Linked DNA regions of Mus musculus: all the other regions are linked to region 1. The links are chromatin contacts, called in public Hi-C and promoter capture Hi-C maps. All regions are on one chromosome and are shown on one strand. The core of a region is the stretch at or near the end of the contact, and the rest is flanking DNA. Distances in the headings are between cores, read along the strand shown.

What was found. Promoter capture Hi-C pulls out the DNA fragments that hold promoters and counts their contacts. A called contact is a pair of places that touch in the nucleus more often than the background predicts. Capture Hi-C pulls out chosen DNA fragments and counts their contacts.
Region 2: a promoter capture Hi-C map of hippocampal neurons shows a contact between it and region 1, with 2.2 times the contacts expected there. The contact joins the enhancer-like site here to the promoter of Arpc1a in region 1. A contact is called at or near these places in 10 of 39 promoter capture datasets (the 3T3-L1 cell line, the C10 cell line, the SN4741 cell line and 6 more), 1 of 15 datasets of contacts at CTCF or cohesin (embryonic stem cells), 11 of 484 Hi-C or Micro-C datasets (the HPC-7 cell line, cerebellum, cerebral cortex and 3 more), 14 of 115 datasets of contacts at active chromatin or transcription factors (the 230-238 cell line, bone marrow-derived dendritic cells, cardiomyocytes and 6 more) and 4 of 9 other capture datasets (adipose tissue, embryonic stem cells, liver and 1 more).
Region 3: a Hi-C map of cerebral cortex shows a contact between it and region 1, with 1.8 times the contacts expected there. The contact joins the enhancer-like site here to the promoter of Arpc1a in region 1. A contact is called at or near these places in 2 of 39 promoter capture datasets (cranial neural crest and neural stem cells), 3 of 484 Hi-C or Micro-C datasets (cerebral cortex, embryonic stem cells and forebrain), 3 of 115 datasets of contacts at active chromatin or transcription factors (bone marrow-derived macrophages, memory CD8 T cells and stem cell-derived neural progenitor cells) and 2 of 9 other capture datasets (adipose tissue and pancreatic islet).
Region 4: a promoter capture Hi-C map of adipose tissue shows a contact between it and region 1. The contact joins the promoter of Zscan25 here to the promoter of Arpc1a in region 1. A contact is called at or near these places in 6 of 484 Hi-C or Micro-C datasets (CD4 T cells, CD8 T cells, the G1E-ER4 cell line and 3 more), 2 of 115 datasets of contacts at active chromatin or transcription factors (effector CD8 T cells and memory CD8 T cells) and 2 of 9 other capture datasets (adipose tissue and liver).
Region 5: a Hi-C map of cortical neurons shows a contact between it and region 1, with 2.3 times the contacts expected there. The contact joins the enhancer-like site here to the promoter of Arpc1a in region 1. A contact is called at or near these places in 5 of 39 promoter capture datasets (the 3T3-L1 cell line, the HPC-7 cell line, cranial neural crest and 2 more), 1 of 15 datasets of contacts at CTCF or cohesin (embryonic stem cells), 31 of 484 Hi-C or Micro-C datasets (the AML12 cell line, B cells, the N1E-115 cell line and 17 more), 9 of 115 datasets of contacts at active chromatin or transcription factors (the 230-238 cell line, bone marrow-derived dendritic cells, bone marrow-derived macrophages and 5 more) and 4 of 9 other capture datasets (adipose tissue, embryonic stem cells, liver and 1 more).

Annotation. Positions count from the first base shown.
Region 1 is chr5:145,079,934-145,085,926 of GRCm38.p6, reverse strand. Arpc1a (actin related protein 2/3 complex, subunit 1A) reads right to left here and starts at 2,058. Exons shown (of 10, transcript NM_019767.2): 1 at 1,955-2,058.
Region 2 is chr5:144,843,331-144,849,509 of GRCm38.p6, reverse strand. It overlaps Trrap (transformation/transcription domain-associated protein), which reads right to left. Exons shown (of 71, transcript NM_001081362.2): 62 at 6,142-6,179; 63 at 5,221-5,311; 64 at 3,896-4,095; 65 at 2,881-3,142. Among named protein-coding and RNA genes, the nearest start is that of Mir7039, 50 kb to the left of the region's middle. Within about 2 kb of position 3,914, at least 10 of the 459 cell types and tissues checked have an H3K27ac peak or open chromatin away from gene starts, as enhancers often do. A contact at or near this core is called in cerebellum, hippocampal neurons and pancreatic islet, where this site is marked.
Region 3 is chr5:144,912,318-144,918,134 of GRCm38.p6, reverse strand. The region is part of intron 1 of Smurf1 (SMAD specific E3 ubiquitin protein ligase 1); the gene reads left to right. Among named protein-coding and RNA genes, the nearest start is that of Gm33821, 3.8 kb to the left of the region's middle. Within about 2 kb of position 3,509, at least 52 of the 459 cell types and tissues checked have an H3K27ac peak or open chromatin away from gene starts, as enhancers often do. A contact at or near this core is called in cerebral cortex, embryonic stem cells, forebrain and 2 more, where this site is marked.
Region 4 is chr5:145,278,034-145,284,006 of GRCm38.p6, reverse strand. It overlaps Zscan25 (zinc finger and SCAN domain containing 25), which reads right to left and starts at 3,536. Exons shown (of 6, transcript NM_001081431.2): 1 at 3,380-3,536; 2 at 227-655. The coding sequence starts at 610. Gm38740 (a long non-coding RNA gene) reads left to right here and starts at 2,958. Exons shown (of 2, transcript XR_868692.2): 1 at 2,958-3,618; 2 at 4,421-4,501.
Region 5 is chr5:144,880,340-144,886,054 of GRCm38.p6, reverse strand. It overlaps Smurf1 (SMAD specific E3 ubiquitin protein ligase 1), which reads left to right. Exons shown (of 18, transcript NM_001038627.1): 13 at 1,294-1,472; 14 at 2,349-2,486; 15 at 3,428-3,548; 16 at 4,236-4,437; 17 at 5,346-5,430. Among named protein-coding and RNA genes, the nearest start is that of Mir7039, 14 kb to the left of the region's middle. Within about 2 kb of position 3,859, at least 33 of the 459 cell types and tissues checked have an H3K27ac peak or open chromatin away from gene starts, as enhancers often do. A contact at or near this core is called in cerebellum, cerebral cortex, cortical neurons and 2 more, where this site is marked.

The sequences.
Region 1 (5,993 bases), core at 809-3,308:
CTGAGCTTGAATCTTCATTTTGACACACACATGAGATGCTGGGCAAATTTTCATTTCATCTCCAAATGGCATTACAAGACAACCGTTGGGAAGATTAAATGAGATAGCACATAAAAGCAGCACAAAACTGATTCCGGTAAGTTAGTTCTCTGATCTTTTGGGTTGTAAGCCTAGCCTTTAGTGGTGGAGCCATCTTGGAAGCCCAGTAAATTGGTTTTCTTTCTTCCTCTGACACAAAGCTTTGAACCAGTCCTAGAAGGACATGTTGGTGTCTTGACCCCATTCCACTGGGACTTGACAAATTCACATAAGTTAGAGTTTCCATTCCCTGTTAGGGTCAATTTCAAGTCATTGATTCACCTAGTTTCTTTTTTCTTTTTCTTTTTTTTTTTTTTTTTTGGTTTTTTGAGACAGGGTTTCTCTGTATAGCCCTGGCTGTCCTGGAGCTCACTCTGTAGACCAGGCCGGCCTCGAACTCAGAAATCCGCCTGCCTCTGCCTCCCGAGTCCTGGCATTAAAGGCGTGCGCCACTACGCCCGGCTTTCATCTAGTTTCTAATTGCTCTCCTTACCCAGCCCAGCGATACCTGTGCTCCAACAGGTCACCACGCCCTACCAATGTTCTGACAGGCTTCATTAGAAATTCCAGCTTCATCAGACCATCTCCACACTTCCTGTAGAGAACTTATTTTGACCTAACACTAGATAATTTAGATTCAAAACACTGCCACCCATCCTCTAAAGGAGTCTGCAATTTCCAATGGGTCCTCTCAGCTGTGAACAGCATATGAATTGAAGAAGCCTTCCCCCAACCCCCACCCCTGAGACAGCCAGTGACTTGATCTAATGGGGTAAACACCCGGGACTGATAACTTATAGAGACCTGAAATCCTAAGGCCTACTAGGAAACCAAAAGATTAAGGGAACTGATAAAATAGGATGCCAACCTAGGTCATTTCAGAAACTGGGCAAGGAGAAGATAGGAGAGAAACACACCATGACAACAGATGGCTTTATACTCAGAGATTCTAAGCTGCAATTTATTAAGTGCCTCCCATGTTCCCAACAGTGTTCAGTATCTGAACGGGGCCAGGAACATGAATAAATCCTTGTCCTCATGTCCTTCTCCGGAGGAAAGAGAGCAGAAAGTAAAGGAAGGCAGATATGCCTTGAAAGTCTCAGAAGCACCAGTAATGGCTATCATTTATTATCAGATCATTTGAACAGCTTCTCTGGGTTAGGAATTGCTGTAAGCAACTCAAGCACACGAACTCCACGCGAAACCCATAAAACCAAGTAGACTAAGAATCTTCTTACTGCAGCTGGGGAAACTGAGGCACCAAGAAACAACCTTCCCAGAGACACCTGACAAAGTGGCAGAGTCAAACGGGAACTCGGAGGGTTCTACATAAAGGACCCTATGAATACGGGTGCAGAGGAGAGTACAAGTCTGACTTGCGGGGGCGGGGGCTAGAGCTAGGGAATCTTAAGGTTACTGGAAAGATGGGCTTTCTCTTGCTGGGAAGGGTTCCCCAATAACTGACGGTTCGGAGGCTGCTCTAGGCAACATCCTAGATGTTGACGAGATGAACAGATACTCGTGACAAGCCACCGGGGGATGGGGGGGGAGATCCGCCCGTCTAAACTAATTTTACAGATTGTGGTAAATGCTCACAGTAGGGGTGCAAATGGTACTATGGGGGTGTCGGAAGCCGAGTTGTTCCTTCTCTCATCCGAGATGGAGGGCAGCTGGAAAGTGCTCAGAAACGCTCGGTCTGTGTGTGAGGGGGGCACCAGGGACTCAGAGGTAACCACGAAGGGCTGAGATCCCGGGCCCCTCAGCTCCAGACCCCGCGCCTAACAGCCCTGGGCCCGCCGCCCCCGCGTGCCATAGAACATACAAAAAAAAAAATGGAGGCGACCCGGGCCAGACTCTCCGCCCTGTGGCTCCTTACCTGAGGTTGGGGAGGTCTGGAGGTCCGGAGCGGACGATTCGCGGACTCTGGTCAGTCGACGCGAACTGGCTCCGGCGGGCGCGGACGGAGGAGGGAGGCCTAGAGGGAGAGGCTGACAGATCCCGGAAGTGACCGGAGCGCCTGCGCAGAGCGGCCGCTCTCAGCTGGCGCTTGGCGCAGGCGCAGGCGCAGAACGTAGCCTTTGTTGGCGTGTTCTGTCTGAAGAGCGGCTGCTGCTCAGGTGAGGCAGCCGCTCGTCAGCGCTAGGGCGTGCTTGTGGAACTGGATGGGCGTCCTACTCCTTTCTTTAAGGAGGTTTTAACACACACACATTTCTGAACCATGGCCCAAGTGTGCAGCGTTGGGAGCTTCTCAAGTGCTTTTTGTTACAAATTACTGAGCTAGGATCTCTCAGGCTTTGTGGTTCTGAAGAACAATTCAAAATAAAATAAAATAAAATAAAAATATTTATGTGGCTGGGCGGTGGAGGCGCACGCCTTTAATCCCAGCACTTGGGAGACAGAGGCAGGTGGATTTCTGAGTTTGAGGCCAGCCTGGACTACAGAGTGAGTTCCAGGACAGTCAGGGCTACACAGAGAAACCCTGTCTCCAAAAAAAAAAAAAAAAAAAAGAATTATATGGATGTCTGTGTCGGTATACGCATGTGAATTCAGGTGCCCCTGGAGGCCAAGAGAGCAACAGATCCTCTTGGAGCTGGAATTGTAAGTTACACCATGTGGGTGCTGGGAACTGAACTCAGGTCCTCAGCGAGAACAATACAATCTTTTAAGCTGAGCCATCTTGCCAGCCCTTGAAACTATGTTTGTGTTCCTTCATAGAGGGTGGGTCAGAACTGGTGACTATTTTCTGCCTGGCGGACTGTCCCTGTCCTGGACCCTCAGTAGAAAGTCTCAAGTCTACCTAAGAGTCCCCTTGACTGTTCCTAGATCAGGACCACTTGTTCCTGCACCCACAATGACACCACAAGAAGGCGCAATGGTGACATGGAAAGAGTGTATTCTATGTAGATGCAATTTATAAGAACTGCCCTGAATGCTACATCCAGTCAGACTGTTGCCCCTGCTCTGGTAGAAATTATGAAGCAACCAGTTAAGTACCCAGGTTCCACTAGAGGTAGGCACCCCAGTCCTTGTCTTGTGGTGGTCTATATATTTGACCCAGTGGACAGTAAACACTGCCCTAACAGAAATAAGGGAATAGTCTATTTCGAGTCAAATATCCATGAGCATTGCTTAGCAGTGCTCGGATTCCTTACCCTAAGTGTTTGCCCCACCTTGAAAACAGTTGCGTTATGGTCTTTAGAATTATTATCGGTCTGTGTGTGTGTGTGTGTGTGTGTGTGTGTGTGTGTGTGTGTGAGTGTGTGTGTGTGTGAGTGTGAGTGTGTGTGTGAGTGTGTGTGTGAGTGTGAGTGTGTGTGTGTGCTGTGTGAGTGGGTAGCACTCATATGGTGGTCAGAGGTCAGCTCTGTGAACTCAGTTCTCTGCTTTCACCTTTACACGGATTCCAGAGATCCAACTCATGTGGTCGGACTTGTTCAGCAAGCGCTTTTCCCACCAAGCCATCTCGCTGGCCTTGGGTGAACTTTTATAGTTGCAGGACAAGAGAAAGCCACACATCAGAACATTTAGCAGAGTTGCATTGGTGGGAACATCGGATAGGAGGGTTATAGCAAGAAGAGTCAATCTTTCCTAGGTTTCAACTTAGGTTAGAGAACTCTTAGCCTTAGTGTTGGAGGAAGCTAGAGATCTGCTGATACACCACAAGGGCTTTACATAACAAGCCTGAGAAGGTTAGCTAAGTATAAAAATAAAGATCATGGCTAGTGTTGTAGCTCAGTTGACAAGAGTGCTTACCTAACAGTCACAAACCCCTCTGTTAGCTCCAGCCCTGTACAAACCTGACGCGGTGCCACGTGCCTGTAACGGCAAGCACTTCAGAGGCAGAGGGAGGAAGATCAGAGCCAGTGTAGGCAACATAAGGGTTTGAGGGCAGCCTAGACTACATGAGATCGTGTCTCAAAAAAGAAGACTCACTAGGCTGGAGAGATGGCTCAGTGGTTAAGAGCACTGACTGCTCTTCCAGAGGTCCTGAGTTCAAATCCCAGCAACCACATGGTGGCTCACAACCATCTGTAATGGGATCTGATGCCCATTTCAGATGTGACTGAAGACAGTGACATGTATGTATGTATGTGTGTGTGTTCTATTAAAAATCGAAGATTCAAAAAGGGAAATGAAGGCTAGTAGATAACTACTAAATGGCCTGAGATGCCCCGAGATACTTTTGGAGTCTATAACATTTGATCTCTTCACACTACATCCTAATTGAGCAAGGCCAAGCAGTCTGCATGACCTTAAATAGAGACGGGACTTCAAGCAACTTCCATCCAGAAGCCCTTGATTGTAAGGCACCGTCTACAGAGGCAAATCTGCAATACTCCAATCGCACACCCATGTGGTATTATTTACAGTTAAATAGTTCAGTTGTTCACAGACTTAGAGTTCTTCCTGACTTAGAGCTCTTATAATTTGAATTTATTCCATGGCTACAGGTCCTGTCATGGGGAAGCAAGGGAATGGAGTGGGAAGATAATTGTAAGTTGGATATCCTACCTCAGAGACAACTGGACAGAGGAAAAATAGCATTCCTGGAAAGCAAGGCTTCCTCATGCATTGTGGGGTAAGTGAGCCATTTCTAGAGTGTATACAGTTGGTACCCAGAGCCAAAAGCAAACAAGGAAAACCTCAGCTGTGTTTCACTTAGACTCCAACTCTTTACAAAAGAGAGTGTCTTCTCTGAAGAAGTTTAGTCTGGATAGATGAAAATATACTGTCTACAGTCAATGACGAGAAGTGTTCAGTCATGTTGGTTTGTTTCTTTATCTGGGTTGTGAGAAGATCCATGCAAAAACCACTTAAGGAAGGAAGGAGTTATTTTGGCTGGTTGTTTGAAGGGATGCGGTACCTCATGCAGGGAAGACATGGCCAAGGGAGCTGGAGGCTGTTGGATACAAACATGTGCCCACACTTGGGAAGGAAGTAACAAGAAAATAGTGTTCAGAGCCTCAGCTGCACTAAAGGATGGAGCCGCCACATTCAGACATGCCCAGATGTGTCTGCTAGGTGACGCTAAATCCAGTCAAGTTGGCAAAACACAACAGCACCCATAAAATAAGAGCCATTCAGTAATAATCTGATTTTTAATAATCTCACAGAATCTCACTGTGTATACCTGGCTAGTCTGGAACTTGCAACTTAGCCCAAGCTGGCACAGACTTCACGGAGATCCCCCGGATTCTGCCTTCCAAGGGCCAGGAATAAAGGTGTGCGCCACCACAGCTGGCTTCCATTCTGTCTTTTGAGTCACTGGTTAGCATGTTAGTCTAAACAAAGGCTACAACTTTCATGCTTTATGGGGGCAATTGAGTCCCTAGTTTTTTTGGTTTTTAAAGACTTATTTATTATATATAGGTGCACTGTAGCTGTCTTCAGACACCCCAGAAGAGGGCATCAGATCCCATTACAGATGGTTGTGAGCCACCATGTGGTTGCTGGGAATTGAACTCAGGACCCCTGGAAGAGCAGTCAGTGCCTTTAACCACTGACCCATCTCTCCAGCCTGTTCTTAGTTTTACACAAGGTTCTTTAAGTCAAGCTGCCTTGTTCTACAACAGTGGAAACTACAAAAGCATTTTGAGACTTGAAGTTTTTAATACAATGTAGGGAGCAAGAATGGCCTCCTGCTCTGGTCTCTCCTAAGAGACCATCATAGCCTGGTGTAATCAGTGGAATTCCAAAGAGAGTAAGCATTGAGTTAGCCAGTGCTTACTTGTTAGACTTCTGCAATGACACCAATTTAGTATCCAAAATGAGAAGTCTGTCTGTGAAAAAATTAGTTGTCAGGGTAGATGGTGCACTGGCTTCTCATCACTTTTATAAAACACTTGAGATTATCAACGTATAAAGGGAAAAGTTTGGGCTGGAGAGATGGCTCAGTTTAAAAAGCACTTGCAGGG
Region 2 (6,179 bases), core at 2,665-5,164, 240 kb after region 1:
CACATGGGGCTGGAGATGTAGCTCAGTGGTCGAGTGTCTGCCTAGCTCACACAAGTCCTGGGGCCATTCCACAGCACCACAGCATGTGCTCTCTGAGGCTCATCCCAGATGAAGTGTGCACCAGGAACTCCCTTAAGGTGTTCAATCGGGACGAATGACGCTCTACTCTGCCATGCTGTGCCTCCTGAGAGAACCCGTTTGCTGTGTGGTTTGTGGATTAGCAATGAGTGTTCATGCACACCTTGCTGCATGGAAGCCCTAAGCGCTCTCCCTTCTCCTTAGGTCGGCCAGTGGAGATAAGCGCACCACATATGCGCAGGGTTCCCTAGAAGCAGCCCTGTGGGAACAGCTCACGCTACAGTCATTCAACTCTGGCTGTCAGCTGAACAAACACTGTGATTCTCACTTCTTTTGGGGTTTGAGATCTAGTGTGAGTCAAGTGGAACCAGGTCACCAAACAGAAAACTGGTAAGGTGGAGCAGATTGAGGAACCAAGGCAAATCTCGTAATCGAGAATGGTTCCTGTCCTGGAGCAAGTGTCTCCCACGTTCCACTGGGAAGACCATGGCATCTGGTCACGTGGCATGGAGCCCAGAGTTCTCCACGCTGATGAGGTATCTAGATGGGCTGCCCAGAGGATTTAGCCAATTAAGCTTCTCTTTCCCAACATTCCCCTTTATAAAGGTATTTAACCTCTGGCCCACCCTGAGTAAGTTGTATACATCCATCTTTCACTAAACAGTTTGGACAAGCAGGACTGTCTCTCATCAAAACCTCCGTGGGGGGAACCTTGTTACCAAGCCACACCAGCTAAGTCTCCTACAAAAGGCCTCTCCTAGCCCCAGACACTCAGCCTTTCACTAAGTTAGACTCCCCCAGCCCTAGGCTCACTGCCGATCCTCGGGGCCCATTCCCATCTGAATGCCTGGTAGTTTGGGAACCACAGCCTCGGCCCCTGCCTGCACTTTTTCTCACCCGGGCTGGGGGGCCACCTTCCATCTCCTGAGTGGATGTTGGCATTCCACAAGCCTGGCACCCCAATGGTATCGAGAATGGGAAGTAGCCTAGTGCCCTTGCATTGTGTCTGCCTGAGCGGTGTCCACACACCCCAGGCACAAGGCAGAACACAGACCCACACAACTGCTTCAGTCTGTGACTGAATCTCTTGCAGACTACATGTGACGGGAGAATCTGACGTTCTGGATAAAGGCACTGAGGCTGCAGGTAAGAACAGACGGATCCTCAGTGTCTAAGGACACTGTGATGGGTTTTTACCCCTGCTCATTTCAGGAGCTTCCCTCTTCAACAGGGTGATGGCACTGCAGACTTCTTAGCTAACAGCTCCCTGGTATAGCTCCCTACTTCCTTTTCTTTTCTTATTATTTCTAGCTGTAGCTGTGTGATGTCTCTGTGTGTGAATAGACCGTACTGAGTGCAGGGTTACAGGCTCAGTGCACCTTACAGCTGAGGCAGGCTGTGTTACCCTCAAGCACCTTACAGTTCACACACAGGAGACCACCTGGTGAGGTGACAGGTCACACCTGCATGCCAGGTGGAATCACAGTAGGCTGACCGGTAAAGCAACTTGCATAATTAACAGGTATCTACTATAGGTACACACATAATACAGAGTTTTAATTGCATCCTTTAAAAATAGTAAGGCTTTAAAAATGACTAGAGTTTTAGGGTCTGGGGCGTGTGGCCCCCTGGTTGAGTACTTAGCCAGCTTGAGAGAGACAGAAGAGAGCTGCACCACGCCCCCACGGTTGCAGTATATCCGTAAATAAAGCACTTCTTCAGAGAATTACCAAAAAAAAACCGCAAGCAAGATGTTTCATTTGATTTTGAGAAACCGAGGCAAATCGTGTTCCTATACCTACAGGCCAATCAGAGAGTTAGAGAGATCTGTCTGGGGTAAGTTGTGTATAGGAGAAGGCACTGTGTCACGCAAACACACACTTGACTTAGGGAGTGGGGAGGTTCCCTCAGATGAGACAAGAGAGGCCTGGGGAGGGGACTTCTAGGAAAGAAAATGCCTTCACCTGGTCCCCCATCATCCTGCCTCCTGCAAGTCTGTACCCCACTTGTTGCTTTGAGGCCTGCACTTTAATCTTTAAAATTCTCCACGTCAACTTAAAACTTTCCCCCAAAACCAAGCGCAGGAAGGCAAGGGTTTGGGCTGAAAACCTTCCCTTTTCTCTGAAGGTCAAATTCTAGCCCTTCAGTGAGAAATAAGATATGGAGTCAGACTGTTGACAGTCATGGGCTCCTTACGTTTGAGTACTGAGACAGGCTCTCACTATAACTTGATATGTAGACCAGGCTGTCTTGGAGCTTACAGAGATCTGCCTGCCTCTGCCTCAGTGCTGGGATCTAAACAAAATGTACACCACAACACCTGGCCTGAGGTTATGTTTTAAGAAAGTCTAGCTGGAGAGATGGCTCAGCGGTTAAGAGTACTGGCTGTTCTTTTAGAGGTCCTGAGTTCAATTCCCAGCATCCACATCGTGGCTCACAAACATCTGTAATGGGATCCAATGCCCTCTTCTGGTGTGTCTGAAGAAAATGACAATGTACTCACATACATAAACAAATCTTAAAAAAATATTTAAAAAAATGATTTATGGGCTGGAGAGATGGCTCAGAAAAAAGAGCTGGGCATGGTGGCGCACGCCTTTGATCCCGGCACTTGGGAGGCAGAGGCAGGCGGATTTCTGAGTTCGAGGCCAGCCTGGTCTACAAAGTGAGTTCCAGGACAGTCAGGGCTACACAGAGAAACCCTGTCTCGGAAAAAAACAAAAACAAAAACAAAAACACACAAAAAAAAAAAAGAAAAGAAAAGAAACAAAGTCTAACAAGCGTGTGCGCAGGCAAGCCTACCTGTGGTGAACTGGCCCTTCAGCTTCTGGAAGACAGGGTCCTGGGCGGTGGCTTGTGCGCGGCGGGCCAGGGACTCGGAGGCCGCACTAGAGAACATGGTTGAGACGTTGGACACATTCTCCAGGCCGACCCCGAAAGTGCTCACCAGCTTCTTGACAAAGTTAAGAGTGTGAGGGGTGATCTTGGCGTCTGATACTGCACCGCTCTTTTCAAAGGCAACAGAGTAACATTTTGCCAGGCCCTGCTGGAGCTGCCTGAGCACCTAGCAGAAGAGACAAAGACCATGAGTCAGAGGGCAGCGTGGCAGGCAGCCGGTGCGGCCCGTGCCATGTCAAGCCCATACACACCTTTACTGACACTCGGTGGGCACCACATTACCTACAAACTCTCACGGCCACATGGAACTGGCCAGAGCCCGGCAGGACACACTGCTGGGCAGGAAAGTGAGTGGTAGTCTGTCCCCAGCTCAAGTGACTGCCCTTAGGGAGATAGCAGAGTGGAAGCAAGGCTGAAACCCACACACTGCCACTGCCACTGCCACTGCCACTGCCACTGCCACAGCCACAGCCACAGCCACAGCCTGTCCCTCACACAGGAGCCACCAGCAGCAGTTAGAAAGGAACTGAGGCCATGAAGGTGCGCACGGTAGCAAGGAGCCTTATTAGCTCCATTTCCTTGTCACAGGGACACAGGCTGGCCTGGGACTCCTGAGTGCCAGGATTGCAGGAATGGACCACTATGGCTTGCTGATGAGGCGCTGGGATGAAACCCAGGGCTCTGTGTACTCCTGGCGAGCACTCTACCTACTGAGCTACAACACCCTCGGCCGTCATATTTCAATGCCTTGAAGCTGCACTGCTGTCTGGAGAGCTATTTACCTAATCCACGGTGACATCAACTGTAAAGAGCTGTGCTGATCAGACACCCCGGTCTGAGCACAGCCATGTCTGCAGACACGGCTGGTACCATCCACTCCCTCTACAGGAGGCAGCGGCCGCAGAGCCAGGGCGCCTACCTCTTCGTGCCAGTTCTCTCTGAACCAGACCATCTGGTCGACGATGCCTTCCAGGGAGGACAGGAGGGTGGGGTGCAGCTCCCTCTGCATGTGCATGATCCGGCTGCAGCGCCACATGGGCGCTGTCGCTCTGATGGGCCCTGGATCTGACGCAGAATGGGACTGGTTACCCGCTGAACTGGGCTGCTGCTGTCCAGAATCTGAGAGCAACACACACAACGCCAACGTCAGCGCAAGACCCACGATGCCACCTCAGCGCAATACAGGACCCACTGGCCACAGAAGGCCGGTTCCTGCCACGGTGGGACAAGACCTTTCCTCCCAGGGACAGGGTGAAGATGGCCTGGTTCTAAGAACAACTGTCCCGCTTGACCGAAGAGTGGAGAGCAGATTAGTTCTGCCCTGAATACAGGTGGCCCAGGGAAAAGCTAGCGTGTGTGCCCACAGACTGCCTGCCACCCGAGAGTCCTAGCAGGTAAGGCTCATGGCTCTCTGAGCCCCTGTGTCATCTGCTGTCTGATATAAAATATTTGGAAAATCATCTCCCAACATATTCCTTGCTACAAAAGTTCGAAGAATCTAAAAAACTGATCTAAATACTTCATCCAGGAAGGCCAACCCCCCACTTGCAAAATGACATTTTTGAAAAATAGTCACCTCTGAGAAATACACTATAGAACAGAACACTGCATGGCCAGCTTTCTGGTTTAAGATCACTATATTTAGCCAGGAACTTAATTAACCTTAATTTTCTGATGACCAAGCCAAAGAGCTGACGTCACTGTGCTCCCCCCGGCCCCCCCACACACACACACTTGATCCTTCTCCCCGGCAGAGGCTCTGGTGCCATGTGTGGAAGCTGACTGGCTATGAGGCACCGTGCTTACCAAGCACCCACACCATAAAGTCAGGTCTTTGCTCATCAAGGCTGGTCAGGGCAGAGTCAAAGTCCTGCTCTTGGTTCTTAGGATCATCTAGAGAGCAGACTGCTGACAGCTCAAGGCCCTCAGCAGGTCCACAGCACATTTACACACTGACATCTTGGTTGTTGAGGCTTTCCCACAGTGGGGACCTCACCAGCTTCACTCTATCTCCAATAAGTCATCCCATGAACACCTACCCTCCTGCCACACACTGTTCAGCCATTAGGCTTGGTCCTCTGGCCCTGACCAAAAAGAAGCCTGACTACATGTGGGAGGGGAGCTGTGGGCAGGGGTGTGCCTATCACAGTGGTGAGATGGGTAGCCCACCTGTTATGGTGATGATCTGGGGTACTCCCCACGAGCCCTCGGAGCCCCCTGCCAGCCACCCCAGCCACAACATACCACTCTTGTAGCGCTCCCTCTGCTCAATCTTCAGGGTCAGGTACAGAGTCCGGATGGGAAAGTAGACAGCCTGGGGATATACCCGTCCAACCTGCTGGGAGACAGCAAGGAGTCAACTGCACTGTTCCACGGGAGAGTTCTGGGCAGTGGACAATTTGTAGGGAGAGTAACTGTATGCAAGCAGTGAATGGGTTTTTGTTGTGCACTTGGGTCAAAGAGGCCAACACCAAGCAACTGATGTAATATATAAAGTTGCTGACCAACAGATGGAATAGCTTGTTTAAAACCCCAACAGATCACACATGCATCTCATAAGTTCTACCTGGCAACCGACCACTCCTGGCAGATACCATACTCATTTCCTTCAGCAAATCTGAGGAAAGCAGGAAACACTGGCTCCGGATCTTAACCAGTGAGACTCCCTGTGTATCCATTAGTCATGGGATTGTGCACAAGCCTCCAACTAAAGGGCAAGCCCACTAAAGGCCGCTCTGGTTCATGCAACTGCAGGAGTCAAACAAACACGGAGGCAAGGTGGCAGGTGCCAGCTCTACCATACTAGCTTGTGACCAAGAGGACACTCTATCACTCAGACCTTTCAGACGTGCCACAGAACACCTGCTTCTGTGTGCAGCCACTGCATGGGCGACAATAGAGGACACATTGAGACAGTAACCAGGCAGCTAAGCTCTAGGTCAAACTTGGGTCTCGAGGATCGCTTATGTGATCTCAAGAAAAACCAAGTCTTCTCCAGGAATCACAAGACAATCCCATGAGGACAGAATCAACTGGAGAGGTGCTGCCTGGCGTGCTGGGCACAGCTGGCACCTGCTCACTCAGGAGGAGCTGTGAGGCGCTAACCCCGTCTAACTTACACCACTAGCACTCCTTAGGAGCCAGCATCCCTGACACTGTCCCCACCTGGCTGATGAGGTTCAGCAGCAGCTTGCCCTCAGAGC
Region 3 (5,817 bases), core at 2,260-4,759, 170 kb after region 1:
TGGTTTATTTGTTTATTTTTATTTATTTGTTTTTTTGGGACAGAATCTTGAGCCTGGACTACTGATCCTGCTGCCTAAGTCTTCTGAGTGCTGGGATTCCAGCTGTGCACCGCCCAACACACATGGCAGATCCCTTCCCTTTTTGCAGCTGAGCAATATTCTATGACTTGCCACATTTGATTTTTGCTCAATCACATGATGGGCACGTGATTGGTTTCTGCTCCCTGATCCTCCCCTCAGTTGTTGTATGATCCTGAAAATGAGAAATTTAGGGTCACTGGCTTGGCAAGTGACTGAGTCTGGAAGGTGCTCATGAAGACCCCAAGTTTGAGTCCCCAGAACAGATGTAAAAAGCCAGGTGTGGCTATACTTACAACCCCAGTGCTAGGAGGTAAGAGGCTGGCCCAGGTGGTAAAGCTCCAGGCTGGTGGACACTGAGCCTCACACTCAGGATTCCTCTCTGACCCTGAAACGTGTCGTCTGTGCACGCATGTGCAGATGTGTGCCTGAAACACGTGTCGTCTGTGCACGCATGTGCAGATGTGTGCCTGCCTTTAGAGAGGAAATCCGTGTAGGCCCCAGAGGCCAGGAGTGCCACCAAGGGTCTGGCCCCTGAACTCTAAGGGAAGCAGTTTTTAGGCAATAGGGAATCTTGGGAATTGTGGAGGATTTTGCTAGTGTTGAAGAATTGGGTGTAGGTAGCAGGGATGGCATGAGTCATTGTCCAGAACTTGAATTGGTTTACTTAGTGGGCAGGCTATTTACCTGTCAATCTGAAGTGTTACTTGATCAACATTCCATTTAATAATTGGCAAAAGCAATCAGCAGAGGCCTGCTCTCCTCTTCCGGTGCTTAAGTATCCTGGCCAGCTACCTTAAATCTTGTTAATAGACGTTCAACAGAAATGGTTTTCGGAGTAGAAGCTAGCAAGGTGGCTCCGCTGTAATCCCCAGCGCTCAGGAGTGGAGGAAGGAGGGACACAAGTTCAAGGTTCTCTTAGCTATAGAAGAGTTTGTGGCCAACCTGGGCCATGAGATTCTGGGGATCAGAGGAGGCCCCGAAGTTTGTGAAGCCCTGAGTGGGTGGTTGCTGCTTTTCTTTTCTTTCCTTTCCTTTCCTTTCCTTTCCTTTCCTTTCCTTTCCTTTCCTTTCCTTTTCTTTTCTTTTTTCTTTAATGTTTATTTATTTATTATATGTAAGTACACTGTTGCTGTCTTCAGACACACCAGAAGAGGGAGTCAGATCTCATTACGGATGGTTGTGAGCCACCATGTGGTTGCTGAGATTTGAACTCAGGACCTCTGGAAGAGCAGTCAATTCTCTTAACCACTGAACCATCTCTCCAGCCCAGATCGGTGCTGTTGAAACAGGCAGGAACATGTCAAGGACCCTAGCCTCAGATCATGGGAAAATGGCAGTCTTCCCCTCTGGTCCATATGTGGCTGTTGAGGAAATGAGCAGAGAATGTCCACCATAGTGCTCTGTTCCTGGCGTTTCCTGCCTGGAGGCTACTCCCCTGCAGAGATGGCCTCTGCTCAGATTAGCTAAGCCTGGTTCCTCTCGAGCTGTATATGCGGACCCTGCCTCCTCCCTGTCCAGCTCTGCAACAATCCAGCCTCCCTGTCCAGGGTACACATGCTGGGCTTTCAGGGTGCTGAGCCTTCTTCGCCAGACATCCAAGGCCACCAGACCTCAGCTTTCCTATGTGTCCATCTGTCTGTCTTCCCTCACTGTCCTAGTCTGATCCTAGTCTCTAGAGCCATGCTAAGGACCAAGCAAGACTTAGTCTTAGAAACTAAAATGTTCCAGAGCAAATCTCTGTTGTAACAGTGTGTCTTTCACAGTGGCCTCACAGGTCCTGCTGAAGTAAATGCGCAGCACAGCATGTTGACTTAACCTCAGTACTCAGGAGGGTACTGGCTATTCTGGGTTGGTAGCATTTTAATTGAGATATAAATACTATATGCCACAATATGTCACTTTTTAGTATACTAGTCGGTAGTTGTAGTCTCTCCTGACACCACCACCACAGTTAATTATAGCGTTTCCCTCACCCCAGAGGAGCCTTGCCAGCTTCCTTGGCTCCCACTGGCCTTTCCCGACCTGCCCTCGAAGTCTTGTTACTTGTAGAAGTTCTTCTTTGTCTTTTAATCTTCTTAGTTTTTGAGACAGGTGTGTGCATGTAGCAGGGCCTGGCTGTGGTAGTTGGAGGACAGCATGCAGGCCTGTGTCTGCCTTCCCCGTGTGGATCCTAGGGACTGAGCTCAGGACCCCAAGTGTTGTGCTGGTTATCTTCATGCTGAGCTGTCTGCCAGCCCCTAGCTTGCTTTTGGTTTTTGATACAAAATAGCCATAGCCCTAGCTGTCCTGAAACTCACTGTGTACACCAGGCTGACTTTGAACCCAACCCAAAGAGATCTCCTGCCTTGTGGGATTCAAGGAGCGTGCTACCACCCCTGCCTAGCCTAACTTTTTAGATCAGGACCTGGTCTCTGGTTTCATGGTTAGTACTACTGTAGTCTGTCTTTCTGTCTTTTTCTTTTTCATCTTAAATCAATGTGGATTGTTTGTTGGCTTTATCATTTGTTTACAGTCTTTGGGTTTGGTTTGGTTTGGTTGTTTGAGACAGTGTCTTATTTAGTCCAGACTGGCTTCAAACTCTGGATTCTCTGTCTCGGCCTCCTGGGTGCTGGTATTAGAGGCATGTACTACCCTTCTCCCTACCTCCCCTGCAGCCTTGGCTGGTCTCCTCCGCCCCCATGTGTGTAGGTATGTCTTTGCATATGTTTGTGCGCGCGCGCGCGTGCGTGTGTGTGTGTGTGTGTGTGTGTGTGTGTGTGTGTGCGCGTGCGCGCGCGCGCGACCATCCACATGTGTGCATCTGGAATTGACTTCTCTCTCTTCTGGCTTATTCACTGAGGCAGGGTCTGTGAATCAAGCCAGGAGCTCACTTAAACGTGGCCAGTTTGATCTGTGGACTCCTGTGCTTCCCCTTCAGAGGGAGGAGCTCCAGGCTGGCTGCTATGAGCACCACACATTTCCATCAGTTCTGGAGATCTGAGCTCTGTCCCGACTAGTGTGTGACAGACACTTTGACCGTTGGGCCACCTCCCAGCTCCCTTGCTGGTTTCTTACAAATGAAATTTGCCTCTGCAATTTGAGGTAGGGTTTTGTTATTGTGCTCCACGGATCTCAGTCCCACATCGCCTTTCTTTTTTGATCCAAGAGCTGTTCTAAAACTTAAAAAATCTTGTGCTGTGCGGGTTGATGGTAGCTGACAGAGCTGGTGTTTTTCTTGTGTGCCGTGACTGCCGTGGGAGAGTTTGGCAGTTGCTAGTTCTGCAGCTGGGATCTCCTGCCTCAGTCAAGTGCATGAGAGGCAGGAGGAGGTGGGGGTGTGACATAGAGATGTTGCTTGACACACTATCCTTCAGTTACCCTGGACTCTGTCCTTTGTCTCCCACCATCCCCCCTGAGACCTCTCCTGCCCACATACCCATGTGGGCATGCTAGGAATGTTGCCCCAAGTGGAGCTCTGGGGATGGGTGGAGGAATCTCTGTCCCGTCCCGCTGCCTTTATTATACAGTGAGGAGGTGGCAGGGATGGATGGACGAGAAGGATGGGCAGGCTGGCAGCACGTGGGCAGCCTGGCAGCCTCCACCTCCTCATCTGAGCCCCAGCTCAGTAGGAAGTGGGAACTTGGGATGGCAGCATGGCCACAGCCTCACTTTGCTCTTGCCGAGAGAGAGCTAGAGGTGGGGGTGGGGGGCCTGGGGGGGGGCACATTCTCGGCCTCTGCCTTTAAAAAAAAAAAAAAGGCAGCGCAGCCTCAGTGCCCTTCGCAAACTATTTTGTGAATCAGTTTTTGGAAGCGTCTATATTGAGGACAGTCTTGGGTGCTCTGTTATTTTTGCGGAATTGAACCTCATCTCTTTGAGTTGTCTTGTCCTTTTCTGATGTATGTATGCACCAACTTGGAGCAGTGCCTGGCCAGCCTTTGGAGCTGGCTGGTGGCGAGGCTTGTAACTGGCATATTAATAACCTGAGCAGGGGCTGCACAGGGTGAGCTGGCACAGCACTGGCGCACGGCGGGGCACGGCAGGGCACGGCGGGGACGCGAACACCAGCGCCTGGCCCTCCCCTCTCTTCTACAAAGTCACTAACGACTTGAAAAATAAGATTTTCCTCGTGAATGTTTTTCATATAGTCATATTGAAGGAAATTTGAAAATTCTAGCCTGAAACAAAGTAGGGAAAGTATGTCATATTACTTAATGCTCTTCTCTGCTTTTTACAAACAACTCTCCATGTAGCTTATGCTACCCTTGAATTTGCTGCATAGCTGAGGTTAACCTTGAGCTGCCAATATGCTTGCTTCTCCTGGGGTCCTAAGTGTGTGCCCCTGTGTCCATGTGTGGGGTTTTGCTTTTGTTTTTGAGACAAGGTCTTTCTCTGTAGCCCTAGCTGGCCTAGAACTTATTATGTAGACCAGGCTGGCTTACAGTGTACAAAGAACCAGCAGCCTCTGCCTCCTGACTGAGCACTGGGATTAAGCACTGTCACGTGTGTGCTGCCACGCCCAGCAAAAAGCTGTGTATCGGGAGTGTCCTGACACACTTGCTGCTGTGTGCTCGTGGAGGCCCCAGGTTTTGAACCCAGGCCATCAGGGTTAGTGGCAGATGCCTTTTCTCACTAAGCTGCTCCACTGGCTTCCCTTTTAATTTTTTAAAAAGAGATTTATTTATTTATTTTATGTATACGAGTACTATGACTACACTGTCTTCAGACATACCAGAAGAGGGCAGCAGGTCCCATTGCAGATAGGTGTGAGCCACCATGTGGTTGCTGGGATTTGAACTGGGGTCCTCTGGAAGAGCAGCCAGCGCCTTTAACCACTGAGCCATCTTTCTAGCACTCCCCTCCCAACCACCCCTTTTCTCGATGCAGTGTTTCTCATAGCCCAGGCTAGACTTAAAATCACATCACCAAGGATGACCTTGAACTTGTAACCCTCCTTCGTCCAGTGTCATGCTGAACTCCACCCAGTTTTACCCAGTGCTGAGGCTCCAGCCTACCTCCCAGTGCTCCAGTGTGTGTGTCCTCCAGAGCAGGGTTGCATTATACAACCTGGTCACTTTTTATCCTTTCTTGATTGTATGTTTGTTCATTTGTTTGTTTTACTTGACAAATTGACTTTAAAGGATAATTTTAGTGTTTGCAAGTTACTAGGAAGATAACCGAGCCCCTCCACACTGCCTGGGAGCCTCCCTAGTTCACAGTGAGCCCGACCGAGCTCTCTCAGTTCCTGTTGGCTGGGGTCCTCAGGTCCCCTAGTTTTGAAGAGTGCTCTTTTCACTTCTTGGGCTCCTCTCTGGGGACAGCCTCTGAAGCTTTTGTTTGGAGGCCTGGGCAGTTTCTAAAAGAACTAACTGGCTGTTTTGTTTAACTCAGTTGGAGTTTGTTGAATGTCTTTCTCACTTAGAATCTGGAGGAGTCAGACCCCTGAGACACCATTGTCAATTGCCTGTCACAGGAGGCACCAGCAGTGGAACTTAACCGCCTGGCCTGGCCTGTGGCCCCTGGCTAAGGTTGGCTGTGTTGATTTGATTCCTCCCACTATGAAGGCATTCTGTTCTGCTTCTTCCAGCCTCATGGATCTGGGGTACCTCTGTACCCTTGGGGCATCGTCTTTCCTGGTTATTGCTTTATGGCCTAATTTAGTCCTATCAGTCTGACATCTCATGGACACTGATGGTTCTGTTTTGGTTAAAGCCTAGCATTACCTCGTTTCATTGTGTAGCATGTTCCAGGCCACTC
Region 4 (5,973 bases), core at 2,287-4,786, 200 kb before region 1:
AATCCCAAAGCCTCATGCTTGTACAGGAAGTGCTTACCCACTGAGCCTCTCCTCAACTCCTGAATCTTCTTGCTAAAATGCAGCTACTCTCCAGGAAAGGACCTCTGGGAACTGGGGGACAATGGAGGAGGTCCCATGTCTCATCTATTCCCACCACTTTCTTAACCTCTTCATCTCTGATTCCCACACCAACCGAGGAAGGCCTGGACACCCTCTTCTCACCCACCGCCTTGGCCTCCGTGCTCCCCATCAGCTCCTCCACCATGGCCACCAGAGCCTTGCCGCTGTCTGGGCTGTGTTCCCGGATCCAGGTGTAGAACTCTCGGGGCAGGATGGTGAGGAACTGCTCCAGCACCAGCAGCTCCAGGATCTGCTCTTTGGTGTGCAGCTCCGGCCTCAGCCACCGGCGACAGAGCTCTTGGAGCTCCCTGAGGGCTTCCTGGGGACCAGCAGCCTCTTGGTAGCGGAACTGCCGAAACCTCAACCGAAATGCCTCGGGACTCGAGTCCTCCCCTCCCCTGCCCCATGGCAGCTCCTTCTCCAGTTTGACCACTGGAGCACCCATCTGCTGCTGAGGATCTCCTGCCATCTCCAGACGCTCTTTCAGCATCTTCAAGCTCCGGCAAGGCTGAGGATGACAACAAGGGTGACCCGTCTGAGAAGAGAAGATGCACGGAAGGTCAGCCCATCCATTTCCGGGTCTACACCAGTGACTGTCTGAGAATTCTGACATCTATCATGAAAACCCTATCAACTGGCTTGGGCTTAGATCAGTCAGGGTGGTGACAGTAGAGCAGACAAAATCAAGACAAATTTTTAAGGTTGAAACCAACAAATACACTAGTGGCTTGACTATGACAGTGTCCTCAGGGTAAATACCATGCCATACAGGTTACTGCACTGCTCTTGATTGCCCATCGTAACGAGATGGTAAAACCCTGCAGAAGACACAATACATTTGGACACAGGAAAAAAAAAAAAATCAAGCTGGAGTTGACCTGGCATTTCCTCCATGTTAACTGGTTTTCATAGTGCTGGAAGGCGCTGCACAGGCCACTGGAGGAGAAAAGCCATCACTTTTGGGTACTTCCCAGCAGTGACACTTGTGTGCTCCAGTAAGGAATGGCCTGACAGACAAGACATGCCCACGGAGGGAATTCATACCTGGGATTGTAAACCTGCTCAAAAGCCCATAGCCAGGGAGATTATGAGCCTAAGGGAGAACCTACTACTGCGGTATTTCTAAAACAGACATGATGTCAAGCCACCTTCTAAATATTTATGTCTACACCTATAGATTGGTGCTGCTCTCAGCCTTGGCCAGGGAAGCCTCTGTCTACTTGCAGCTAATGCAGAGACTCAAAACTGGTCAAAGTGCTGAGAATGAGTGATTGTTGAGAGCTCAGCCCTTAATGGGACATCTGTTATCAACACCCCACACAAAGCAAAGGCTCGGGAAACATAGTGCAAGGGGGGACAGAAAGAACCCAGGAGTCAGAAGATGGCAAAAAGAGTTCAGTGAGATGCTATCTTCTGGACACGGCACAGCCATGGCACTTGTGAACTGACTGCAGCCACGCCATTTACACAAGACCCACATAGGATCAACCAGTAAAATCAGCCCTCAGACCAAGAAAAAAGAGGTCGTGAAAATGGGAGGAGATGTTTGAGTGTCCCTTGGAGGGGTGTGAGAGGAGAGTTAGGGCATATATACTCAAGACATAGCATATGCATGTACAAAAATGTCAGACACTGGAAGCTGGAAGAACAGGAAAGGAAAAGAGGATGGAGGGAGGAGAAAGGGAAGAAGGAATGACAGAAAGGAAGCAAATATTACACCAGAAGAAAAAGAGGCGGCAATGCAAACCGTAAAATCAGTCTCGTTTACTTCCAGGGCAGGCAGGCTGTCAAAACAGGCCCCAAGCCCATAGGAAAAAAAAGAGACAGAAAGAATATGCAGGCAGCTATAGCTGACTCCCTCCCAAAACATTGGGGTCTAAAAAGAAAGGTGAGGCTGGAGAGACAGCTCAGCAATTAAAGAGCACTTGCTGTCCTTGCAGAGGACCCAGGTTCACTTCCCAGCACACACATGGTGCTTCACCATGTGTGTGCTTACAGACTGGAGTCTGTAACTCCAGTTCCAGAAAATCTATTGCATCTTCTGGACTCCAGGCATACAGTACACAGACATACATGCAGTAAGGAAAAAAAAAAAAAAAAAACTCATCACATAAAAATAAAAATATGGGCTGAAGAGATGGCTCAGCAGGTAAGAGCACTGACTGCTCTTCCAGAGGTCCTGAGTTCAAATCCCAGCAGCCACATGGTGGCTCACAACCATCTGTAATTAGATCTGATACCCTCTTCTGGCGTGTCTAAAGACAGCTACAGTGTACTTATATATAGTAAATAAACAAATTTAAAAAAAAAAGTTGTGGGCCACTATACTCAGCTATATACATATACGTACACATACACACACACACACACACACACATATATTATACACATGTACGTACACACACACACACATATACATATATCAAAAAAAAAAGGACGAAAGAAAAAGTTGAGTGTACTGGTGCACACCTTTAATTTCAACATTGGGAATAAGAGGCAGGCCGATCTCTATGGGTTTGAAGCCAACCTGCTCTACATTGTGAGTTCCAGGGCAGTCAGAGATACATAGTGAAAACCTGTCTAGAAAAAAAGAAAGATGTAACAGGCCTGTCGTTAGTGGCCTGAGAGGCCAAGGCAGGAGGATGGCGAGATCCAAGCCAACCTGGGTACGATGAAACTGGAAAAGAGGGAGAGCAGAAGAGGATGGAAGGAGGAAAGAGAAAGGGAGGAAAGAATGACAGGTGAGTAGCAAACATAACACCCTAGGAAAAAGAGGCTGCGATGCAGACCGTAAAAAAAAAAAAAAAAACCAGAATCAGTCTTGTTTACTTCCGGGGCAGGCGGGCTGACAAAACAGGCCCCAAGCCCAAAGCAGTAAGGCGCTGTGCTCATTAGCGCAACTAGGGTGCGGCAGGCCACGTCCTTATGTTACATATGGTATTTCTCTGTCCGCCTGTGAAACTGATTCCTCATCTTTCCACCTCTAACACTCATCGTTCTGCTTCATCCAGCTTTCTCGAACGTCCCTGCTACTGTCTAGCTCGGTCCGCCAGTGCCCTGGGGCAAGCGGCCCCCGTGGATCTTCCAGGCCTCTGGCAGACAGAAGGCGCCGCGTGGCTATTCTTCCCATCCCTGTCTTGCATCTGCGTCTAAAAACGCTTAGCGTCCCTTTTCGGAGTCCCAGGGTCAAGGTCTTCCTGCGGGTCCTGGACACCTTAGGCCCCCAGCCTGGCCCGACCGCGACCCGCATGGATCTTACCTGAGATCACCGCTGTGCGTGGAGCCTACGACCCCTGGCCCGCTGCTGCCCCGCCGAGCAGCAGCTTGCTCCGTCCAGCCCCGCCCCGACCCGGCCTGCCCGGGGCCTTGACTGCGCGCTTAGCACCTGCCCAGGCCTGCGCGGACCGGAAGTGGGTGGCGGATGCTGTCAAGCAGGTGCCCTATGGAAAGGGCTGACGTCCGGTTCCTCTCTAGGAAGCTCGGAGGTCCGAGAAGGAGGTATGTCTCTATGGTCGGTCATGGCCACTCCAGGTTCCCATCTCCTGGCTCTATTGCACTTCCATATATATATGGAATAAATAAATAAATATATATTTATTTATTTATTTATTCCATATATATATATTTTAATGAGTCTCTACAAAAAGTAGTTTTTCTGCCCTAGTCTGAGAGATGGATTAGTCTATGTGTAGAAACATAAATATTTTAACATTTGTCTAGGTTTATTTAGTGTGTGTCAGAGGACAACCTGTGGAGTGGGTTCTCTCCTTCCACCACATAGGTCCCAGGAATAGAACTCACACATCGGGCTTGGGGGCATGCACTTTGACCCAATGAGCCATCGCACTGTCCCCAAACATAAATATTTAGAAGGCAATTGGACAATATGTTCTTTTAAGAAAGGTAATAGTTTTAACTGTACCTTGACAATCTAGGATCATCTAGGAAGAGTCTTTTTTTTTTGGGGGGGGGGGGGTCGAGACATGGTTTCTCTGTGTAGCCCTGGCTGTCCTGGAACTCACTCTGTAGACCAGGCTGGCCTCGAACTCAGAAATGCGCCTGCCTCTGCCTCCCGAGTGCTGGAATTAAAGGTGTGTGCCACCACGCCCGACTGGAAGAGTCTTAATAAAGTGTTAGACAATCCCTCCGGGACAGGGTGGCCTGTGGGCATGATGCAGGAAGAGCCAGTCTACTATGGGTGGGTTTGGGTCTTGGACTGTATAAGAAGGGAGATAAACAGTAAGCATACAGATACTAATTCATTTCTCCCTGCTTTTGACTGTGGATACGATGTGACCAGCTTCTTCAAGTTTCTGCTGCCTTGACACCCCTACAATGAGGACTGTAATCTGGAATTGTGAGCCAAAATAAACGGTCTCCCCAAAGCTGTTTCTGCTTGTTTCTTGGTATGTTTGCTTGCTTGCTTGCTTGCTTGCTTGTTTTGTTTGAGACAAGGTCTCTCTATGTAGTTCTGGCTGTTCAGAAACTTGCTGTATAGGTCAGGTTGGCCTTGAACTCAGAGAGATCTGCCTCTGCTTCCCAAATGCTGGGATTAAAATACTGTCAGTACCATGCCTGCCTAATGACTGTATGCTTTTAACTTTCTCATTTTAGTGTACTAACTATTGCAGAATTCCTACAAAACACATGTATACTGGCTTCTCTGGGAAAACAAAGAAACATCTTGTGATAGGAGGGTTGTTTTAGAGCAGCTGACATTTTAGTTAGGCTTAGACATGATTTCCTCTTTCAGGGAAAGACAGGAAACGGTGTTGGAACTAGAGACTGGTGCTCAGGCCAAATATGGTAGTGCATATCATTACTATTAGCACCAAGGAGGCAGAGGCAGGCAGATCCCTATGAGTTCCAGGCCAGCCTGCTCTACAGAGTTCTGGAACAGCCAAAGCTACATAGTAAGACCCAAAATGAAGTAAATTTTTCATTTTGCTTTGGTTTGGGTTTTTGCTCTGCATTTGTTTGTTTGTTTGTTTGTTTGTTTGTTTGTTTTGAAACAAGATTTCTCTGTGTAGCCCTGGATGTTCTGGTTCACTCTGTAGACCAGGCTGGCCTCGAACTCAGAGACCTGCCTGCCTCTGCCTCCTGAGTTAGCCCTGAGGGGTTAAAGGGATGTACCACCATGCCCATTTTAGCGCATAACTCTTTAATATCATTAATTCAAATACCTATTGTGATTATGTTCTTTTTTTAAAAATTCAGTCATTTGAATATTGTAATACATTCTCTCCCATTGACCTCCAGGTTTGGATTTTGAAGAATAGTTCAACATAGTGGTTATTATTATTATAATATTATTATTATTATATATTATTATATATTATAATATCATATATATTATAATATTATAATATAATATTATTATTATTTTAAGAAACTGAAAAAATTTAAAAGGAGAAAAGATAAAAAGAAAATCCTTGAGTAGGCAGCAGTTCAAGGAATTTTGATAGGATCGTATTCCAGTTTCGTTCAGGCAGAATCACGGCCAATACAAAGGAGTGGAGGATTAGCCAAACTTCATGAACCAAAGGCAGCAAAGACCATCAAGGACGGGGAGGTATGCTTAGGAATACTCACACAGATGGAGGAAGAGCAGAGCACGGGTCTTCTGGGGTGATGTTACTGATCCTTCAAGAAACAGGAGGGGTTGGAGAGATGGCTCAGGGGTTAAGAGCACTGACTGCTCTTCCAGAGGTCCTGTGTTCAGTTGGCAGCAACCACACGGTAGCTCATTACCATCTGTAATGGGATTCAATGCCCCTTCTGGTGTGCATGAAGAGGTCAACAGTGTACTCACATACATAAAATAAATAAATAATTTTTTATTTTAAAAAAGGG
Region 5 (5,715 bases), core at 2,610-5,109, 200 kb after region 1:
TGTGAGCATTCCACATGAGGTAGGATTAAGGGACACGTCTAAGGGAAGCCTAAATCCGTGAAGGACAGTGTTACAAGGCCACAGAGCTGAAATGAGGGACTATCTCTGCTAGAGAATTCAATACAAATAAGCCTGTGGTTGGGAAAATGGCTCGGCCACACAAGCATAAAGACTTGGTCAGACTGCAGAACTCACATAGAAAGGCAGACGTGGCTGGGCATGGTGGCACAGGCTTTAATTCCAGCTCTTGGGAGGCAGAGAATCAGGCAGATCTCTGTGAGTTTTAAGAGGCCAGCCGTAGTGAGATCAAGAATAGTCCGGGCTATGTAGAAAGATCCTGCCTTTCTTTCTTTTTTTTTTTTTTAAGTATGTGAGTACACTGTCATATCTTCAGACACACCAGAAGAGGGCATCAGATCCCATTACAGATGGTTGTGAGCCACCATGTGGTTGCCGGAAATTGAACTCTGGACCTCTGGAAGAACAGTCAGTGCTCTCCAGCTCCCAAAAGACCCTGTCTTAAAACACCAAACAACAAGAAAACCCCAGACACCATGTGTGGTAGTGTGGGGAGGTGGAACTGGGTGATTCCTGGAGCTCACTGGCTGTCCAGCCTAACCTGTAAGATCCAGCTTTAGTGAGAGATCCTGGCTCAAAAAAATGGGCAGCACCTGAGGGAATGAAGGCAACCTTCACATACACCACACATGCACGCGCATACACATAAACACACACGCACACACACACACACACATACACATACACACATACACACACACACACACACACACACACACACACACACACAGTGGGAATAAACCTTTATTTACCCAGCCTGGAAACTAAATCCTGACACATTTTCAGAAACACATGAGCTGTCCACACTGTCCGCACCAGAGCCCTCCAGTTAAGGAAGGAGAAGAGCTCCCTTCTTCCCTGAGGCCTCCACAGTTTTATGTTGTACCAGGCCCTTGCAAGTTAACTAAGAGTTCGCAGGAAGAGATAGTGGGCACACACATACACAGTGTTAGGCCAGGGTGTGAGGGTGCACAGCTGTCATCCCAGTCTGAAGGCGGAGACAGAAGGATTGAGGAAGTCCCAATCCCACTCGAGTTAGGAGTAAGTGAAGCTGGGACTCAAGGACAGCCTTATCCTGTCTGGCCACGGGTGGGTGACGGGCAGCTGAGTGTATGTCCTGTTAGGTCTAGATACGCGGGAAGCCCATGGGAAGTGGGTGTCCATGCCTACTGTTCATCTTCCTAATGGCTTGCGGTTCTCTGGCACCCCCTATAGGACCATCTGTCATACTTCCACTTTGTGGGTCGCATCATGGGTCTGGCTGTGTTCCACGGACACTACATAAATGGGGGTTTCACAGTTCCGTTCTACAAGCAGCTCCTGGGGAAGCCAATCCAGCTGTCGGACCTGGAGTCCGTGGACCCAGAACTGCATAAGAGCTTGGTGTGGATTCTGTAAGTGTCACCATCCTGCCCCACAGCCCGGAGCTGCTGTTGTGTGTGCACATTCTTTGGGGGAATAGGTGTGGAACTAAAGAGAGTAACAGAATTAACTATAGCATCATCAAACATTGGGTTGCAATTACAAATGAACAAAGCAGATGGAATCATTTACTTGACTTGTGTTCTTTTCATAAGCTAGTTTGGCTTGCTATTAGGTTTGCTGACAAGCTTTTCTTGGTATGTGTTGGGGGACAGGGTTGAGGGAGAGCATACATGGCGTGTACCCCATTGTTTCTCAGGTGGTCTGCAGAAGGCAAGGGAAAGTTTCAAAACAAAATTCCTGTTTAGTTACCTTTGTTTTAGAGTTAACCAAATGCTTTGCAGGAACAGGGTGAACCTGTGCACCTGTGGAAGACCCAGGCCCTGACGTGTCGGGGATGCTGCTGTGTGGAGTTTGGCTTGGGGCAGGGGGTCCTCCTTGGCCTCGATTGCTCCACTGTACAGGGCCGTGGGGAGCAGGGGCTTTCCTGTGGGGAAATGCTTGTCAAGAAGTAGGGCAGATAAGGAGGCAGCCTGACAATGCCAGTGCTTTTTGTGGGAATGGCTGCCTTTGAAAGGCTACCTTGAGAGGAGAGAAGCCTCATTGTCCTGGCTCGTGTCCTTTTGACTCAGCTGCCTCTTCCCAGGCCTCCTCCCAGATGCAGTTCCCTGAGCAATTAGGTTTCATGTCCCCTGGTGTCACAGGATGGCTGAGTGATACCCCCATGAGTGGTAATCATTAAGTCAGGGACAGAACTTAGCTAGGCCTGCCAGCTGCCCAGCATGGTCCTCTCCAGCCCGTTAGGACTCCCTGGCATAGGCCTAACCAGCCTTCGCCTGTATCTACAGAGAGAATGACATCACGCCTGTGTTGGATCATACCTTCTGCGTGGAGCACAACGCTTTCGGGCGGATTCTCCAGCATGAACTGAAACCCAATGGCAGAAATGTGCCTGTCACTGAGGAGAACAAGAAGGAATACGTCCGGTAATATGCAGGGCTTTAGTGGTGACATGGAGCAAGCAGATGGTGCTGTCGGGGCACCTGGAGTAGAGACTCCATGTGACAGCCCTGCTCTCGATGCAGAGGTGGCTGCATGCTCACTACAGTGTCCCAATGCCACCTGAGGGACAGTTTTGCATACTGTGGGTGGTCATATGGCCACTCATGTCTCACAGACCCTTTTTGAAGTCTTGGCAGTTCCAGGAGGTCTCATCAAGGACTCCTGCTTTTTAGTGGAAAACCAGAATGGCAGAGCTAGTTTGCTTTTAACTTGCTATTAAGGCTGGGTGTAGCATGGTCGTGGTGCACCCTGTGAGTCCAGCACTTGGAAAGCTGACACAGGAGTTGTTCCAGGTCATTCTGGGCTACATACTGAACTAATTACAGCCTGGGCGTCCCAGACTTTCCCTGGATGGGGAAGAGGAGAAAAAAAAGTGACAGATAAAGCCAGGTGGGATGGCACAGACCTCTCTGAGAACAAGGTCAAGACCAGCCTGGGATACATGGAACCTTGTCTGAGAAAGATAATAGAAAGAGCTGTAGTGACAACTCGGTGGCTGAAGCTCAGGCTGATCCTCCAGAGGACCAGCACACACATGGTGGCCTTAACTGGCTAACTGTCTAACAACTCCAACACCCACTTCTGCACCAGGCACACTTGTGATGCAGATATGCAGGGAGAACATGCATATGCTTAAAATAATAGTAATTAAATTACAATAATAATAATTAAGGGTAAGAGCAGACCTGCAAACTAAAAGCTACTAGGGAGGGTGGGTGTGGGCTTGTGTCCCCTCAGCAGACTCTACATTAACTTCACATGTGCTGTCTGTCACTGCACTGTGATACTGTCACAGCCACTGTGGGAACAGGGTGCTCTCAAGGCCTCTTCTCAGTTACCTGAAACGCATGGCTTTTCCTTTCAGGCTGTATGTGAACTGGAGGTTTATGAGAGGAATCGAAGCCCAGTTCTTAGCACTTCAGAAGGGGTTTAACGAACTCATTCCCCAACACTTGCTGAAGCCCTTTGACCAGAAGGAACTAGAGGTGAGTGCCAGGTGTCCTAGGGACCTCAGAGAGTGAGGCCCCTGGCACCCCTCTGTGCAGTGAGCTTGGTGCAGGGGGAGACTGAGGGCACCTGGATAGCCTTGTCTCCTTGCCAGCAACTACTGACTGGCTCTGCAGGCACTGTCGCAGGTCTGTGCCTGGGGCTTGTGGGATCTCTAGCCCTTGCCTAGGACCAGGCCTCCCTCGCTGTTCTCCACTCTCCACTCTGGCTATTCACAGACTGAGAACATACAGTCATGGCCTCAGACAGTGGCTCATTCACCCCTCGCCAGCTCTGCCTGGTGCCAAGTGGCCTAAGCCTTCCAGATTGTTCTCACAGCCATCTGCCCACTGTGAGACGGAGGGCTTTGGAGTGGAGCCTCTCTGTGTGAGCTTTGAGCAAGCTTTTAAACAAGTGGACAGTGCTCTGTGTCCCCTCGTTCCACATGGCCTGTTGCATTCTGTTAGCTGTTCCCAGTCACTCTTGCCTGGTGCTCAGCAAACTCACTACAGGTTTGGGGTGTCAGCCGACAAGTAGCTGTGTGACTGATTGCTGACAGCCTGTCTGCTGCTTGGCTGTGGGAGTTGTACTGTCACTGCTTCTTGAGTCTCGGTAGTCTTGGGGGAGGGGCGGGGGCAGTGTTTTGTGCATCTGAGGGTAACACTCAGCCTGGCGCCCTTCCCCAGCTGATAATAGGTGGGCTGGATAAGATAGACCTGAACGACTGGAAGTCCAACACCCGGCTGAAACACTGTGTGGCAGACAGCAACATCGTCAGGTGGTTCTGGCAGGCGGTGGAGACCTTCGATGAGGAGAGGAGAGCCAGACTCCTGCAGTTTGTGACAGGATCCACAAGAGTTCCTCTCCAAGGCTTCAAGGCTCTGCAAGGTGACTGACGTGGAGTCAGGGCCATTCCTGAGGTGTTGAACAGCAAGACTTGGAGTGTGGGCCATCCTGCTAGAGAGTGAGAGTGGCCAGTATATTCTCACAACATATAGTTAGCAGTGGGGCGCCTGGCAGGTGTGTGGCCACACTGGAGCCCCCCATGGGCTGATGGATCCCATGTGCTCTTTTAAAATCCAGGAGCAGCAGGGGCTACTGGTAGCTTCCGGTGTCCCCAGCCCAAGGTGGATGTCCCCTTACCCTTCTTAAAAAACAAACAGCCAAACCCCAGCTTGTAGGGAGTAGGGTCAGGTGGAAGGTGCTGGAGCTTAAATACTCCAGAGCTTGACTGCACTGGCCTCAAGAGACCGAGGCCACCTTATTTTGTAGTGATACAGGACTGAAGAGACTCTGCAGGGGTGATGGGGTTCCCCGCCCAGCACCGGAAACCTTCTCTTAGCACAGGCTAAGCCTGCGCCTGCTGCTGCTTCCAACACTGAGGGGCTGGGCAGAGCAGGGCCTGCAAAGGAGGTGGCCAGACTTCCTGCCCCTACAAGAGCCTCTTCCTGCCCCCAGCACTGCCACCCTTTACCCTGCACACAGGAGTGTGTAACACACCTATATAGTACAACATCCACTGGCCTCTGTAGTTTCAGCAGCAGCAGGCCGCTAGGAAAACCTACAAGCATCCAGGAAGACCAGAGTAGAGAAAGTCTAGTGGCTTTCTGTCTAGTAAAGTGTGGGAACCAATTAGTCTCTACTTCTGCTACCCCAAAAAGAGGTTCTTGGGCAGGCCATATGTAGGGGCGCTAAGCTCCTTGGCTTCAAGCATGCCACACTGCCACAGAGCCTCCTGGCCAGGTACTCCTAGGACTTGTCTCTGAAGTACAGTAACTAGAATGTTGTCTTGTAAGGCTCTACAGGCGCGGCAGGGCCCCGGCTGTTCACCATTCACCTGATAGACGCCAATACAGACAACCTGCCCAAGGCCCATACCTGGTAAGCCCTGCCTCCGTGGGATCAGACAAACGGCCTTTGTGTGTCCTTCCGCATAACCTCAGCTCACACCCTGGGGCCAAGTGACTGGAGTCAGCAGGTCCCACTGGGTCGCTGCTGTGGGCATCAGATTTTGTTAAGGCTGTGGTGCCACCACTTGGGACTGTAACCTGAAGGGCCATGGCTGTCCCTTGGTTGTGTGTTGTGCATGTGTGCATGTGCCTAGCAGAAAAGGGCAACTATTGTCTGTTTGATGTGCGGCTCCACATTTTCCTTCTCAGAACCTTA